Regions from separate parts of the Rattus norvegicus genome. Here region 2 is linked to region 1. Evidence: chromatin contacts called from public Hi-C data. All regions are on one chromosome and are shown on one strand. The core of a region is the stretch at or near the end of the contact, and the rest is flanking DNA. Distances in the headings are between cores, read along the strand shown. Region 1 holds the start of Slc2a9 (solute carrier family 2 member 9). Region 2 holds the start of Zbtb49 (zinc finger and BTB domain containing 49).

What was found. A called contact is a pair of places that touch in the nucleus more often than the background predicts.
Region 2: a contact with region 1 is called in a Hi-C map of Schwann cells, with 4 times the contacts expected there. The contact joins the promoter of Zbtb49 here to the promoter of Slc2a9 in region 1. A contact is called at or near these places in 2 of 12 Hi-C or Micro-C datasets (the Rat2 cell line and Schwann cells).

What each region holds. Positions count from the first base shown.
Region 1 is chr14:76,559,150-76,562,535 of GRCr8, reverse strand. It overlaps Slc2a9 (solute carrier family 2 member 9), which reads right to left and starts at 1,581. Exons shown (of 12, transcript NM_001191551.1): 1 at 1,468-1,581. The coding sequence starts at 1,581.
Region 2 is chr14:76,801,398-76,804,578 of GRCr8, reverse strand. It overlaps Zbtb49 (zinc finger and BTB domain containing 49), which reads right to left and starts at 1,573. Exons shown (of 8, transcript NM_001394682.2): 1 at 1,466-1,573. It overlaps Lyar (Ly1 antibody reactive), which reads left to right and starts at 1,814. Exons shown (of 9, transcript NM_001011911.1): 1 at 1,814-1,914.

The DNA of each region.
Region 1 (3,386 bases), core at 332-2,831:
CTGGGGTTCAACTTGTCCATCTGTAAAATGGGCTTTTAATAACAGTACTGCTGCCTAAATATCATTGGGCTGCTAGACACAGCCAGTTCGAAAGAAAAGAAAGCAAGCAAGGAAGGAAGGAAGGAAGGAAGGAAGGAAGGAAGGAAGGAAAGAAGGAAGGAAAAAAGGAGGAGAGAGAGGGGAGAGGGAGAGAGAGATCCTCTTTTACTTCCTCTCTTTACTTCCCTCTGGTTCACCCTCTGGCAAGACAGACAATCTTAGCTCTCCCCACCCAAAGTCCTAGAGGCTCTCTCATTACCCGAGACCCATTGTCAAAGCCCCTACCTCTGAAAAGCCTCCCGAAAGCCACCCATGTGCCTCCCCTCATCTCTCATATTTATCTCTGATTCAACTCTGGATCCTAACCCTGTAGCTTCCACAGTATAAGCTTTGGCCAGTCACATGGCCACTCCTTGGCCAGCTTCCTCATCTTCACAATGGGAATCTACATCGTAAGGGGATTGCACAAGAAGAAGAGAGCCTGGCACTGGCACATGTCCTGTGTCAGGTTCCGGAGGGTGGGGCTTATCCTGAGGGCTGGGGCTATGCTGCGTGTCTCCTGAGTCTGGTGCCAAGCCTGCTGCTGAGGCAGCCCTGGGTAGGTGCTGGTGGCATGGTGGAAGATGAGGTGGGGTCGTCACTTCAGGAATAGGCATTGCCAAATGAAACAGCTCCGAAAGCACTAGTGGGAGTTTGAGTCGAACAGGATTCACTGAACAGATCTCTCTTAAAAAGTACTCCATCTCCATCATCTTTTCTCCTTTAAGTACCATCCAGGTCTGAGCTCAGAGAACATTTCCCCTGAACTGCCTGGCACCAGCTATATTGAGCCTCTTTTCTAGACCCTGCCTCCTCCCCCTGGCTCTCAAGTCTGAGCTTCTTAAGGGTGGACTACTCCCATCACATCTGGAAGTTTCCTGGTAGGCAAGGGAGAACGGCAAATGGAAGTCATCTCCTGCCTCAGCCGCTCTTCTGGGGGAAAGGGTGGCTCCCTGCTTCTCTGTGGCCTGTTGGTTCACTGTTCTTGTGTAGCCTGCCCCCACTTCTTCCGACTGGTTACACACACACACACACACACACACACACACACACACACACACACACACACACACGCTTCTTCCCACTGATCCCAGGGAAGAAAAACCTGTGACCGAAAGCATTACTGTTTGTGCCTGCCTTAGGAAAGAAAAGACGGCCAGCCCTGAGCAAGCGTGAGGCAGCTGTCCACCAGAACCTCATCCTCGGTGCTGTAACAGGACGCCAGGGGTGGTAGAGAGCGAAGGGCAACAGGAGGGAGTACAGAATTCAAACTCCAGCCTTCCTGCTCCCAAGTGTCAGGCTCCGTAGCTGCCAGACAGGCTGAGCGCTACCCCGCAGCAGCCACCCAGGCCTGCACTTCCCACAGGACAGAAGCCACTCTGCATTTACCTTTGTCCTCCTCGGCCGCCAGCCCCGGCGCCCCACAGGTGGCCCCACAGGCGGCTCCCCAGGGCCACTGGTGTCATGTATCAGGGAAGCTAGGGCAAGCTCCCTGGCATCCATGTTTTTTTTTTCTTCCTGGCTCCAGGACCCTGGACTTGCCAGGGCATCTCTGCAGTGAGGAGGCAGAGTCCACAGGAAGGAGGGCAGAGCAGGAAGTGTGGCTATGCGATCATGCCTGAACAGGAAGCCAGCAGCGTTGTTCCCCTGCTCCTAAGCAACTGGGGCAGCTGCTCTCCCCGCAGTCACACCCAAGGTTTCTTTGGTTTCATTTTGTTTTGTTTGCCCCCCCACCCCCACCCCCCCCACACACACACGCTCTCTAACAAGGCCAGAACTCTGGTTGGGGCAGCCAGCACGAACCCCAGAGAAACCTCCTAAGAGTTAAGGCCAAAGGTCACTCATTGGCTTTCTCCTTAGAAGCTGGGTAGGTTCCAGTGCTGACTCTTCCTCTTAACTGTGTCCACGGGCAAGTCTTGAGAGTGATCTGAGCTTGCATTCTGCCAGGGCAAAATGAAATATTGATCTCTCTCTAATTGTCCTGCAGAGTCAGTTCTGCTGCTCAAAGAGCAAACGGGCAGAGCGGCGCGCAGCAACGTCGGGTGGTCCCAGCGGTCCCAATAAAAACATAAAGAGGCAATGACCTTGTACACACCAGGATAGCCTGAGAATCAATTCACTCTGTGGCCAGTTTGCTCCAGGGTCAGTCAGAGAAGTGTCTTCAGTGAGCCACAGTCAGAACAGGCTGCATGAACTCTGTGCTCTGAGAGGCTGGGAGGGGACAGAAGTGGGCTTGATGGATGAAGAATGCGTAGGAGGTGAGGGGCAGGGTTCAAGTCCCCACACAAGACTCTGAGAAACTGTGTGTAGTAGAAAGGACACATGGAGATAAAGAATGTGAGAGGGGAAACTACTGGGGACATGATTGTCCCGTGCACCCGAAGGCATCCAGTCCCAGAGGAGACAGTGCTGTCTTGTGTAATGCAAGGAGACAATGCTGTCCGGGGGAACCAGGAACCACCCCAGGCAAGAGAAACCAGCCTTAGTTCTCAGCCAGGGATTCACAGAGCTCAGGTGATTGCTTAACCTGCTAGTCATCAGTCAGGGACACCTCCTGCAGGCACAGATAGCTGATGCTGGGGACAGACAAAAAGTCTATGTGACTGGGGCCTAAGGTTCAGGAGGGGTCAGCAGAAGAGAGTGGGGGACAGCCACACTCCTTCACACTAAGGACTTCACAGTCATGGGCTCCTTCCTCACCCACTAGCCAGCTTCCCTCTGTACTCCCCCCCACCCCCTGCAACAACAGTCCTCATCACCTATTAAAACCTTGTTTGAGATTGCATCAGGTGACCGCCACCCAACTTAAAACTTCCCCGGTTCCCACTGGACAAGCTCTAGGGCATCAGGATGCAGGTGGTCAATACGTACATGCAAGTGCAGCTGAGCGCTCTATCAGAGAGGGTGCCAAAGCCTGTGTCACCCCGATGGCTGTCGTGGGGAACCAACTGGCTTTCTACCCCACCCTTATCTTGCTTATTGTTGAGGACAGGATCCCTGAAGGTCCCTCTTCAAATGGGCTATCCCACTTAGGACCTCAGGGGGCTGCCTCCCCCCACACACAATGATAGTTGATAGTTAGTTACTATGGTTAACAACAGAAAAGAACCCTAGGAGGAAAAGATAGGGCTCAAATTTCTTGAAACCCCCGTCTCTTCTGGAAAAACACATGGATAGTCCTTGACTTGCTGGTTTCTCCACTTCTATTCTTTGCCAGGAACAGTTTGGCCAAGAGAACTAACTGAATGGGGAAATAGGTATCCATGTAGTGGTCATGGGGTTGTGGGGGAGGCGGCTACTTTGACTGT
Region 2 (3,181 bases), core at 324-2,823, 240 kb before region 1:
TAGAGAACTGTAGGCTTCCTTCTAGTTCGGCAAGCTAAAATTGAAACTAAGAATATGATAGTAGGAAGATCAGTGTGAAAGACATCAAACAATGCAAATACCAGAGTGAGAAAGGCAAGGAGAAGCAGGGAACAAAACAGCTTGGATGGTGTGAATGAAGGAGAGCTTCTCAAGGAAAGAGGAGCCTCGAAGAATTTGAACCCAAGGGGCTCCCACAGCAAAGTCCCTTCTGTTTGGTGGGGTAACTGCCAAGTAGTTAACACCGGTGGATGACCTGTGGGAGGTTTGCCATGGAACTGTTTATATCAAGCTTTAGAGGGGTCCTCAGGAGCTGTTAACTACTGTGCCCATCTTTATGACTTTTTCTGAGTGTACGTGCAGACCTATGTGCATGTTTTGTGTCTACATGGGTGCACATGTGTGGAAGCCAACCCCAGGCATTGTTCCTCAGGAGCTATCTGGTCACCTTGGTTTGCTGTTGTTGTTGTTTGAGAAAGGGTCTCTTACTTACATGTGAGGCTCACTAACTCCAGGAATCCACCTATCTTCACCTCCCTAGTTCTGACGTTACAAGGCCATGCCACTCAAATGGGTTCTTTATGCATTCCGTTGCATTCTCCAGAACCTCACAATTTGGTTTACCTGTAGCAATTAGACCTTTAGGAAGGGAACTGTGCTTTTTCAAAACAGCCTATTCGGTTGGGCTCTGCAGCAGAAATGTCAGTGCTGCAGTGGCACAGAGGGAAGATTGTGCGGGGATACAACAAGAATGACCACTGGTAAGCCAGGACGGTTCTCTAAAGCAAACAAATTTGAACACACCCCATTCCTGACCATCCATCCTCTAGAAGTGTGAGAAAGTAAATCTCTCTCATCTGAACTACCACATCTGTTGTACCTTGCGTTAGGAGTCACAACAAGCAGAAGGAAACCTCCCAGTCACCAACAAATGCCCATGCCTGGGTCGATGTTTCTCACAATACTGTTCATTGCCTGTTTGACGTTCATTCAACCTTTTAAGCAATAATGACAACTAATGGATACCAGATGCTGTCTTTCAGGTTGAGAACAGCTAACGTCTAGTGAGCACCCACTAAACCGCAGAAGACCACCCAGCACCTGACATGAAACAAATCTTTTAGTCCTACAAGGTCCCGAGGAGTAGGCGCTGCAATAATAGCATTCTACCGATGGGACACCAAGGTACGTAAGGCCATGCGCTGAATGAGGCAGGGCGTGACTAAGGGGTCTGGCCCCTCTCCTATCTAGGGGTGACGCAGGCACCAAGAGCGCGCAGACCGCAGCAGCAAGGGTGACTGCAGGAAAGAGGAGGCCCCGCTCCAGTGCACGGATCTTAGCTTTGTGCTCCGCCAGGCCCCATCACACCGCGCTGTCAGTGGGCCTCGCGCACTCTAGCCGCGCTGACCCGGAGCCCACGCGAGTCGAGTGTCCCAGGACGCCTTACCCACGGAGGCCGCTCTCGCCCGGCCGCCTCCTTGACACTCGTTCTCGTCAAACTGGTGTCAACTGCAGGACTCCAACCGCCTCGGAACCATTCCGACAACGCCCCCTCGGCAGCTCGTCGGCAACTTCCGGCGCCGTCACTTCCGTTTGAGGCTTGGCCTCTATGCGCATGCGCATTGACTCGTGCTAGCCGGGATTGAGTTCTGCGCGGGGAAGCTGGGCGAGCCGGTGGCGGTGCTTCGCTGGGCGGCTGCAGCTCCACGTGCTCCTGGCGGCCGGTTGGGACCGTTGGCGGGGTCGGCTGAGAGGTGAGAGTTGCTTGGAGCCCGGGGCCTGGAGGGAGGGCGATGGCGGCATGGCCGCCTTCCTTGAGGACTCGCTCGCGGGCAAAATCTGGAGTTCTGAGCTGGAGACGTTGCATCCCGGTTTTTAGTCCGGCCCGATGGCATGGTTAGTCCTCACCTCACAGGGCTTTAGACTTGCTGGCTGATGGGGAGAGGGCTTTTCTCTGAATCTCGAGAACTAGGTCCGGAGAAAGGGTCTGAGGGCTCCTTGAGCTTAGAGGACCAAAGACCTAACTAAGTGCCTGCGAATCCCCAAATAGTGATCTAGATACAAGCTATTTAGCCCAGTGGTACCTCCACTCCTGTCCAAAAGGGATACTAGAGGACCTAACTTGGGGTGTGTGTGAATTCTACAAGGGTAAAGACCTTGACGGGAAGTAGTTGCTCGGCAAATGTATTTTCCTGCAGCACCTACCTCCCAGGAGAAAGAAGTAAGAGAGATGATAGGGGTCTGTGAGCCTGTGAGCCTAGCTTCTGGCCATTGAGGCCTAGGGATATGGGGCTTGCTCAAATGGTGGCAAGCGTCTAATGTCTTCATAGTACCTAACAGCTGCAAGTTATTCAGGTGAGGCTGTGGTGAGGAGACTTGAACTGCCTTCCTCAAGGCAGGGGAATGGCTTGGATTATTTGAGCTTCAGTAGAAACATATGTCCCACTCATGGTCTTACCCCGGGTCCTAAGAGGGTGGAGATATGTGCGTGGCTTTCCTCTTTCAGTGCACCTGTGATTTCTACTAATTCTGGAAGGGGCTTGTGTCTAGGTATAGTGGGTGGACTCCCTATTTCAGAGATGGGGAGGACTTGAAGTTTAAAGGGAGCATTTACCAGTCTGGCCTTTAAGATATGCTGTTTGGGGGGCAAATGTAGTCATCATGTGTGCATGAGTTGAAAAAGGGATAGTCCAGTCTGTAAAGTGCTTGACAGACAAGCATGAGGACCTGAATTTTCATGCTCAGAACCCAGGTTAAAGAGCAAGGTGTGGCGACGGATCCCTGTGGCTCACTAGTCAGCTCGCCTGGTCTAATCAGCAAGCCTCCCAACTCCCAGTGAGAGAGAGACAAGGTAGGGGACTGCAGACATGGCTTGGTGATTAAAGTATTTGCTGCTCTTCCAGGAGACCTGAGTTCAATTCCCAGCACCCAAAATCTAAGAGATCTGTATTAGGGTTCTCTAGAGTCACAGAACTTATGGAACATCTATATATTAAGGGAACTTATTGTAATGACTTACAGTTTATAGTCCATCTAACCCAACAGTGCACAACTAACTGTGAATGGGAAGTCCAAGAGTCTAGTAGTTTCTCAGTCCCACACAGCTATGTGTTTCAGCTGTTCTTCTGTAAGCCGGAATCCTGAAGAAGTAGGTTTCAACATA